3 separate regions of the Mus musculus genome follow, and regions 2 and 3 are each linked to region 1. Evidence: chromatin contacts called from public promoter capture Hi-C data. All regions are on one chromosome and are shown on one strand. The core of a region is the stretch at or near the end of the contact, and the rest is flanking DNA. Distances in the headings are between cores, read along the strand shown. Region 1 holds the start of Pde6d (phosphodiesterase 6D, cGMP-specific, rod, delta). Region 2 holds the start of Spp2 (secreted phosphoprotein 2). Region 3 holds the start of Atg16l1 (autophagy related 16-like 1 (S. cerevisiae)).

Evidence for each region. Promoter capture Hi-C pulls out the DNA fragments that hold promoters and counts their contacts.
Region 2: a contact with region 1 is called in a promoter capture Hi-C map of liver, with 9 times the contacts expected there. The contact joins the promoter of Spp2 here to the promoter of Pde6d in region 1. A contact is called at or near these places in 2 of 39 promoter capture datasets (both in liver), 1 of 115 datasets of contacts at active chromatin or transcription factors (pancreatic cancer cells) and 1 of 9 other capture datasets (pancreatic islet).
Region 3: a contact with region 1 is called in a promoter capture Hi-C map of liver, with 16 times the contacts expected there. The contact joins the promoter of Atg16l1 here to the promoter of Pde6d in region 1. A contact is called at or near these places in 7 of 39 promoter capture datasets (the C10 cell line, the HPC-7 cell line, cranial neural crest and 4 more), 2 of 484 Hi-C or Micro-C datasets (B cells and uterus), 3 of 115 datasets of contacts at active chromatin or transcription factors (the 230-238 cell line, astrocytes and stem cell-derived neural progenitor cells) and 3 of 9 other capture datasets (adipose tissue, embryonic stem cells and liver).

The regions. Positions count from the first base shown.
Region 1 is chr1:86,581,437-86,584,210 of GRCm38.p6, reverse strand. It overlaps Pde6d (phosphodiesterase 6D, cGMP-specific, rod, delta), which reads left to right and starts at 1,426. Exons shown (of 5, transcript NM_008801.3): 1 at 1,426-1,911. The coding sequence starts at 1,862. Cops7b (COP9 signalosome subunit 7B) reads right to left here and starts at 1,290. Exons shown (of 8, transcript NM_172974.3): 1 at 1,115-1,290.
Region 2 is chr1:88,405,653-88,408,426 of GRCm38.p6, reverse strand. It overlaps Spp2 (secreted phosphoprotein 2), which reads right to left and starts at 1,417. Exons shown (of 8, transcript NM_029269.3): 1 at 1,211-1,417; 2 at 986-1,110. The coding sequence starts at 1,277.
Region 3 is chr1:87,754,592-87,757,365 of GRCm38.p6, reverse strand. Atg16l1 (autophagy related 16-like 1 (S. cerevisiae)) reads right to left here and starts at 1,355. Exons shown (of 18, transcript NM_029846.4): 1 at 1,052-1,355. The coding sequence starts at 1,166. Gm33517 (predicted gene, 33517) reads left to right here and starts at 1,620. Exons shown (of 4, transcript NR_157047.1): 1 at 1,620-2,041.

The sequences.
Region 1 (2,774 bases), core at 177-2,676:
CCCTAAAATAATTTTCATTGCTACTTCAGAACTGTAATGTTTCTACTGTATGGATCATAATGTAAACATTTTTGGAGATAGCGGTTTGCCAAAGGGATTTTTGACCCACAGTTTGAGAACCACTGCTTTAAGTTCAAATGTCATTTCCACCATGAAGTTTTGCCAGCTGTTAAAGGCACGTCACCAGAACCTCTAAGGCATTCTCCACTTGATCTTGACTAAAAGGCCAACAAGTAATCCTCTGTGGCATTCTGATATCTTTTCTTTTATGCCACTTGTCAACTCCATCTTGAATCTCCTTATCTCCCTAATCAGTTATGTATCTTCTGAATAACAGTGGCCTATCTTTTACTTAATTCAGTACCCAACCAAAACCAAAAACCAAAACAAGGTTTGTTGAGTTACTTGGAAGAAAAACAAACAAAATGGGTGGGTGATCAAATGGGTGGAGTGGGAACAAGAACAGGAAAGAAGGCCAGAGGAAGGACACAGGCGTCTCCAAGGAAACAGAGGGTTAAACCAACTTTATCTACTTTCTGGGGGAAAAACAATCATTAAATGTCAACTTGAATGTCAAAAAAGCAAATAAAAATAGCAAGACCTATCTAGTCTGAGGATAAAGGACTGTCACACCAGCTCCTTTCAGGAAATCCATGAAATAAATGCTTTCCTATTTTCTGGGTGTTTCAACACTAGTTCAGAAACTGTTCATTAAGGAGAAAAACAATCACATTGCCATGCTTCTAAAAATATTACCTCCCTAGTGTAGTGTAGATACTAGATGACAGGTCAGTAGATGTAAAGCCAGATTTTAACTGTGTCAATTTGCTGTGCTCTCTGGCCAGTCTCTGCCTCACCGGGTCTCTATTTCCTCATATTTAAAAACAAAAGATAAAGAGATTGGATTGGCAAAATCTTTTAAGTCTTCCTGTACTAACATTGAGTATAAACAATCTTTAGCTCACCCAGTCCAAAGCAGAAATATAACATAAACCCTGCAAAACAAGTAAAAATGAACTCCAGACTAATAAACTAACACTATTTGAGGAGGTCATTTTGTTCTGTTATCTCTCGTGGCTTAATATGTGGTTTTGTTGGTGGTTTGCAGTCTTACCATGGTTTGCAGACTCCTGAGTTCCATGTAAACAGAAGTTAACTGTCGGTGGGTTGTCACGTCTCCGGGGTAAAAGAAGACCTTCCTGCTGGGTTTCAAGTAACAGGATTCAGAAACCAACCCCATAGGAGGATTTCAAATATGTGCACACTGCTCGGCACACTGGAACCCAAGTTAAAAAGATGGAGCGCATAGTATGCTGGGACTTGTAGTCCCTGGCCTCTAATGGTGCGCTGGGATCGCCTGTGCTCTCTGGGATGCTGGGAAATGTAGTTTCTGCCACCTTGTACAGTGCAGCCTGCCATAGTCTCAGACCACTAGTGTGCCCGGCAACAAGAGCAGGCATCTCAAACGCCTCTGAAGATTTCAAGCCATCGCTCCTCTGGGACAAACTCTAGGCAACAACACGAAAGAAAATTCTGTCCTCCGGGACTCTCCAAGAGGGCCTTTCCCACTGACGCTCTCCGTCCCCGAGCGAAGCCGCTGAGCGTTGCTATTGGCTACTCAAGATGCCAATCGCCAAGGCTGGCTTGTCATTGGTTTCAAGGCGGGAGCTCCACGACTAGAGGGAAGGAGAAGGGATCAGGAGCGGGAGCTGAGGGGAGGGAGAGGCCGGTTCGGGTCTGGCCGCCACCGCTGTTCACCTGAGGTGTCCGGCCGGGCTGCGGCTGTCCTCGGTTCCTGGGTACCGTCTGCGAGGCCCCGCGGAGCCAGCGTGGGAGGGCCGCGGGCGGCAGGCGCCGCATCATGTCAGCCAAGGACGAGCGGGCCAGGGATATCCTGAGAGGCTTCAAACTGTATCCGCCCGGGAGCAGGGGCGGGGCTGGGAGGAGGCCGTGGCTCTAAGGAGCCAGGCTTTGGCAGGGGCGTCAGGTGGGCACCGGGGAAGAAGGGCTACGAGAAGGGGCAGGAAAGGAACTGTGTGCCGGGCCCCCGGGAGGGACCGCGAACGGGAGGCAGGCACAGGGGCACCCTGAGGGAGAAAGGGGACGTTGATGGAGCCTGGGGGGGGGGGGGGGCGGGGGGGAGGATGGAGGTGGAGGAGCCCCGGGACCTGGCTACTGCGAGAAGAGTTCCCATTTGAAATTAGGGTCCTGAAGGCCGGGAGGCCAGAAGGGGGCTGCAGTCCCCACGCAGAGGCTGAGGGAGTGCAGCAAGCTGGCCTCCTAGCCTGCCTAGGAGCGACTTTGGCGGGAAGCCCAGGGTGGGAGCAGGAGAAAGTGACTCCAAGCAAGTGACCTTGTATGTGGGGGATAATGTACCCCATCCCACCCCACCACACACACATCCGTCTTGTTTTCACAACTTTTCTTCCTCACTTGTGGCTTCTTATAGGGCTGGAGTAGTGGAGAGGTGGGGAAAGAGAAATTAAAGACGGACCCCATCTTAACACTTTGTTGGCCTTTGGAGCATTAACATCTCAAGTTCTCTTTCCAGCGAGATGAGAAATAGGAGGTGTGTGAGATGCATGAGGTACTTTGGTTTTGAACCGACTCCCGGCAAAATTATCTTTGGCATTGCTGAGGTTAACGCTTTATTATGGTGAAGCTGTTCACAATTACTTGATTGTGTTGAGGACACCATATGATATCAGAATTCGTTGTTTCGGTGGACTTGGTGTTGAATGCCTGTGATCCCAGTACTTGGGAGATGGAAGCAG
Region 2 (2,774 bases), core at 168-2,667, 1.8 Mb before region 1:
CTTCACAACCCAGTTATCCAGCTAGAAAAGGCAACCAAAGCAATGAAATTTGCTTTGCATTTGGGAGAAAGAAAACTTGGAACCAGTGTCTGCAAAAGGGGACCAAAGGGACATGTTTTACATGCAGTTGAGCTGGGAGAATGAAGTGTGTATGCTGTTGAGGAGCAGAGGAGCAGCTGAGTGTGAGAGGAGCAGCTGAGTATGAGAGGAGTAGCTGAGTGTAAGTAAGAGGTGGTAGCCTAGAATAGGGTGGAAAAGGGAGCAGCCAGTAGGAGCGGCCATGTGGCCTCTGTGTGGAGGTAGTGGCTGCTGACCACAAGGCTCTACTCATGTCTCCATGAGCTTGTCAGTCCTATTTCTTCTTCATGTCTGTCCCTACCTCCCTGTTAGCCCAGTTAAGCCTATAAGAAGACAGAGAGACTCCTCAGGGAGCAGGAAGGAGAAAGGCCTCTCTATGATCCTGTTCTGCTTCCCCCTCACTTTGGCCACAGTGAGTCACAGCAAGCCCGAGATAATGTCTCTTTCCCAAGTTCTCTAGGTGATCGGGAAACAGCACTATCAAGTCCACCAGAGTGGGTGGGTTTCATGGACTCAGAAGCCAGCGTTTCTTTCCTATAAACACTGGTAGCCCAATGCTGAGTGGGGAGAGAGTCTCTTTCTCATTAGGCAGCACCTCCCAATCAAACAGCATCACAAGGACTTCTGGGATCTTCACCCCAAACCAGGACACACACAGAGAAAAGCCGAGGTCAGAGGGAAAACACAGAGGGAAGAATCAGATGTCCCAGGAAGCTTTGACAGCCTCGGGACAACAACAACAACAAAATGTAATTAAATCTCTTCTCAGTCCAAAAAGTCAGCATGGAAGAGGACAGACTGTGATCATTGTAAACAGAAGAATAATCTACTCAACAAAGTAGGTGAAGTCAAGACGGGGGCGGGGGTGGTAAAAAAATGGCTCAGGGAGGTATCTCCATTCACTTACTCTCTTCAAGGAGCTCCGGGTCGCCCGAAACAGGTAAGGACTCAGGGACTGCGAGTTCACCTTTGCCACTGAGGCACTGAGAGCTTCCTGCAGAGAGGAAGGGTCGTAGTCGTACACCGGGAAACCTAGACAGCAAACACACAGGCCACAGTGAGAGAGAGATGAGGCACCGAGAGGGCTGTGATCACCTAGGGCAGGTGGCCAGCGGTGGCATGTGTCCTTTACCTGTGGCACACCAGTAGTGCATGCCCAGCACCAACAAAGCCAGCGTCTTCAGCATTGCCTGCTCCATACTGAGAGGATGGCGACCCAGAGTCAGGGAGACGGCCTCTCTCCAGGCTTCTGGATGACAGCTCTTTCAGAGGGTGGCTGTCTTATTCTTGTCACCTGTGACCTAGCTGCCCTGGCTGGCTGGAGCAATCTGGAACCTCAGTAGAGATGATTGATTCCGGTGTCAATATTTACTGCTGACTTTTCCTGTGGAAAAATTCCAGACTGAGGCCACTTTTGAAGTTTGGACCTCTCCGAGGGACTTTATCCCACAGCAGGAGACATTCAGAGAGGCTTGGGTCTCCCTGTATAATGTTTATCTTCTCTCTTTGCATTTTGTTCTTTGGGGGAGGGGACATAATTGTGGACTCAACAAAACGGTGACTTTAAAGCTTGTGCATCTAGTCCTTTCCCAGGTCCTCAAAATCCTTCACCCTCCACCTCTCAATGCCAGAGTCCTCCCTTCCTAGAGACTGCACTCACGCGGAGTGATTTTCCTGTTGGCTTAGCTCTGCCTGCCACCTCCACTACAGAGGCCATGGTTCAGAAACCACAATGGCCGTGTTTGTGATAGGGAGAGTAATGAAGCATGCAGCGGATGAGTGAGTGTATGAGTGCACCAGGTCTCACTCAACTGTCTTTCAGGTCTTTCATTTGAAGCTGGCGCTAACTTCTGGTGTATAACAAGTACCCAGAGCGTAATACCACAAGACAATGACCACTGGAATTTGTAATTCCGTTACTTTTAACCTGGTTTGAACTCAATTCCATTAGAGTCTTCCAGATTGAACTAATGTCACCATCTGGCTCCAAACGCTCTGGACTCATTAAATGAACTGCAGTAATAAAAGCAATTGCAGATGAGCGGAGGAGATGAAGGGAACAACAGCATCCTGTTGCCAGCACTGAGCTATTGATTTTGCTTGACGTTTGCTGGGGTGAGGGAGGGGGGGACCACTGCATTTCTCAGATTCTCTTGGCTATAATTAAGTGTTAGCACCAGGCGTGCAGGGTGGGCTCTGATGGAAGCTAGAAAGCAATGACTTTTAAAATGCCCCTGCAGAATTCCATCATGTCTTGTAAACCCAGAAGATTAAATATAAGCCATCCAGTCACGCTCATGCTATGGTGATTTCTTGTTCTTCCTCCGGTTTGCAGAAATGTGTGCCTCCATCATCCCAGTGATTTTCTGCTATTCCAGCCCCCAAATACTCGGTCAAAGTATTCAAAATTGGGTGGCAGTAAGTGAAGCATTGTATAGCCCTGCACACAGTCCCTGGAAATTTATATAAAGTACATCACAGACCATTTAACAGGAGTACCTGGGAACACACTGAGCAAGAACCGATGGGCTATGGCTGCATCGTAAATGAAGATGCATTACTTTCCAAGGTCATTTCCTCTTTCTCATCCTCCCCATCATATTATTTGCACTGGGGTGGGATCACTAAATTTAGAACAAATGTAAAAATGGAATCTTCAACTGATCCCTAAACCACGAACTTCACAGCTGCCTTCT
Region 3 (2,774 bases), core at 106-2,605, 1.2 Mb before region 1:
AAGAGCCATTCCTCAGGAGAGCCAACAAAGGCAAATGCACAAGTGTCTTAAAACCAATGTCTAACCTCAGCCCCAACATTAACCCATACTGCAACTTCATCATCGTTGGCCTTGGTGCTTCATAAAAATTTAACATGAAACAATACATGCCAATTACTTAAAATGCTCAAACGTGTGTGCAAATCGAACCACTCAGGAAGCATAAAAAAAGTATGGGACTATTTTATCTTCTGTCATTTATACTGACTTAATTAGTCTGGAGTGTTTTTGATTGTCAAGTACATCCCCAGATGATTCTAACGTGTAAATAACTACTGATTTATCCCCATCAGAATGCAAATAGCAGTACTACGATTTCAAATCCCACTACCCGCAAAAACTTAGGAAGACTATGCCCAGGCTATCTCAGGAAGCAGATGGAACCTCAGGATCGAGGAGTGTCAACGCATTCGTTCAAATGTGAAACAGATTGGCTAAATTGGGAACACGAGGCACGAAAATGATCGTTGAGAACCCGCCTTAAGAATACAAGATACTTTCGATCCTTAAAATTCGCAAAGAGCGGCGAAGAGACCACTCTTTTTTTCTCACTTAAGGCTTTCAATAATAGCAAATGACCCAGTGGACAAATCCTAAAACTCAAATGTGTACCAACAATATGGAGAGGCCTGAGAAGTCAAAAACCACTAGTTCCACAGCATTCCGAAGAGAACGTCCATCTCTCGAGTTAATGCGTAAAGTCAATCTCTGTCTTGAACTCGATTCCTTAAACACGACGTTTTTGGAGCCTGACTACCTAAGTGCATCGGCGCCGCCTGGGTTATCGAGATTTACAACTGCAAACGATGTCTGTGGAAAGAACCTGGAAAAGGGGAACCCTCCATGATCGCGCCTAAGGTTTAAGCCAAAGAAGGAAGGTAAGCAACGAAAGGGCTCGAGACGTGCGGGACGCCAGGTCCCCGACGAGGCCGCCATGCGCGCGGGCGGAGCCGGGGTTCTCGCTGCCACGGCGCGTTCCACTCCCCGCCCCGGGCCCGCGCGTGCCGCTCACACTGCAGAATGATCTCCTCGAACGCCTGCCTCTGCAGTCGGTCCCGGCGCCTCAGTTCCTCCGCGATGTGACGCTTCCAGCGGGGAAAGTCTGCGGCGCGCAGGCCCGACGACATGCCGAACGCTGCCCCGGCGCCTCAGGGCGGCCGATCCGTGCCGACACTGGGGGGCTGCAGGCTGCAGCGTGCTGCCAGCCGCCAGCGAACAGAAGCCGGCCGCCGGAACCTCACCTTCCCACACAGGGCACCCGGAGGCGATCCGGGAAGATTTTCCGGTCTCTGCCGGAAATTATTCTGGAGAAGGCCGGAAGGCCCGCCTCGTAGCCCGACGTCCTAGGCCGCGCGCAAGCTCCCGGCCGAGACTTCGCGGGACGCTCTCAAATGACGCAACCTTGAAGCCGGAAGCGTCGGTGATGAGAGGCAGCCGCTGGGAGGCACCCTGGCTTCGCGGAAGAAGACAGGAAATGGGGTGGTTTTGTCCGGGGGTGTCTGTTTCCTTCCTCCTTTTACATTGTGTGTGCATCTTTTTTTTTTTTTTTTTTTTTTTTTTTTTAATTTCAGCTCAGAAGTGGGAGCTCCCCTGTGTATAGTGAATGATTGTCGTTGAGTGACAACCTCCCTAAGTATTAGGTGCCTAACCTGTAAAATGGGGGTAGTAATGGTATTTAACCGGAAGGTGAAAAGCCGTGAAATGTAATTTCTCTCTGCTGCATGGCAAAACTGTCTTCACATAGACAACTGCGTCCCTCCAAGACCTACGCAAACTGAATTTTAGCTCATGCCTGTGTGTGCCTTCAAGGCTGATCTCAAACACCTAGACTCAAACCATCTTTTTGGTCTTTTGGTTACTACGCTCTCAAAGGATATGAATCAATTGAGAGACACAGTTTAAAGAGAAATTTAGCAAAGTAAACACGCCAAAGAGAGGAGTGGATTTTTTTTTAAAAGATATCTTTGTTGGGGATTTATTTTTTTTTCTTAATGAAAAGGAGGTGAGTAGCATAATTCATGGAGTAAGGCCACCCATTTCTCTCTCAAAACAAGGAAGATTGGTTCAACCTTTTAGGGTACTTCTGGTTTTCCAGAAAAGCCCACAGGTTGAGGCTGGAGGAATGCAGACTGTAAACTCATACACACACATACTCACACACACACACTCGCCGTGGAGCCTTGGGTAGTATTATTATCACTTTTTTTTTTTTTTTGAGATTCACAATTTTTCTTTATATACATTTCAAATGCTATCCGGAAAGTTCCCTATACCCTCCCCCCGCCCTGCTCCCATACCCACCCACTCCCACTTCTTGGCCCTGGCATTCCCCTGAATTGGGGCAAATAAAGTTTGCAATACCAAGGGGCCTCTCTTCCCAGTGATGGCCGACTAGGCCATCTTCTGCTACATATGCAGCTAGAGATACAAACTCTGGGGGTACTGGTTAGTTCATATTGTTGTTCCACCTATAGGGTTGCAAACCCCTTCAGCTCCTTGTATGCTCTCTCTAGCTTCTCCACTGGGGGCCCTGTGATCCATCTTATAGATGACTGTGAGCATCCACTTCTGTATTTGCCAGGAAGACAGTTATACCAAGGTCCCTTCAGCAAAATCTTGCTAGTGTGTGCAATAGTGTCTGAGTTTGGTGGCTGATTATGGGATGGATCCCCAGGTGGGGTAGTCTCTGGATAGTCCATCCTTTTAGCTCCAAACTTTGTCTCTGTAACTCCTTT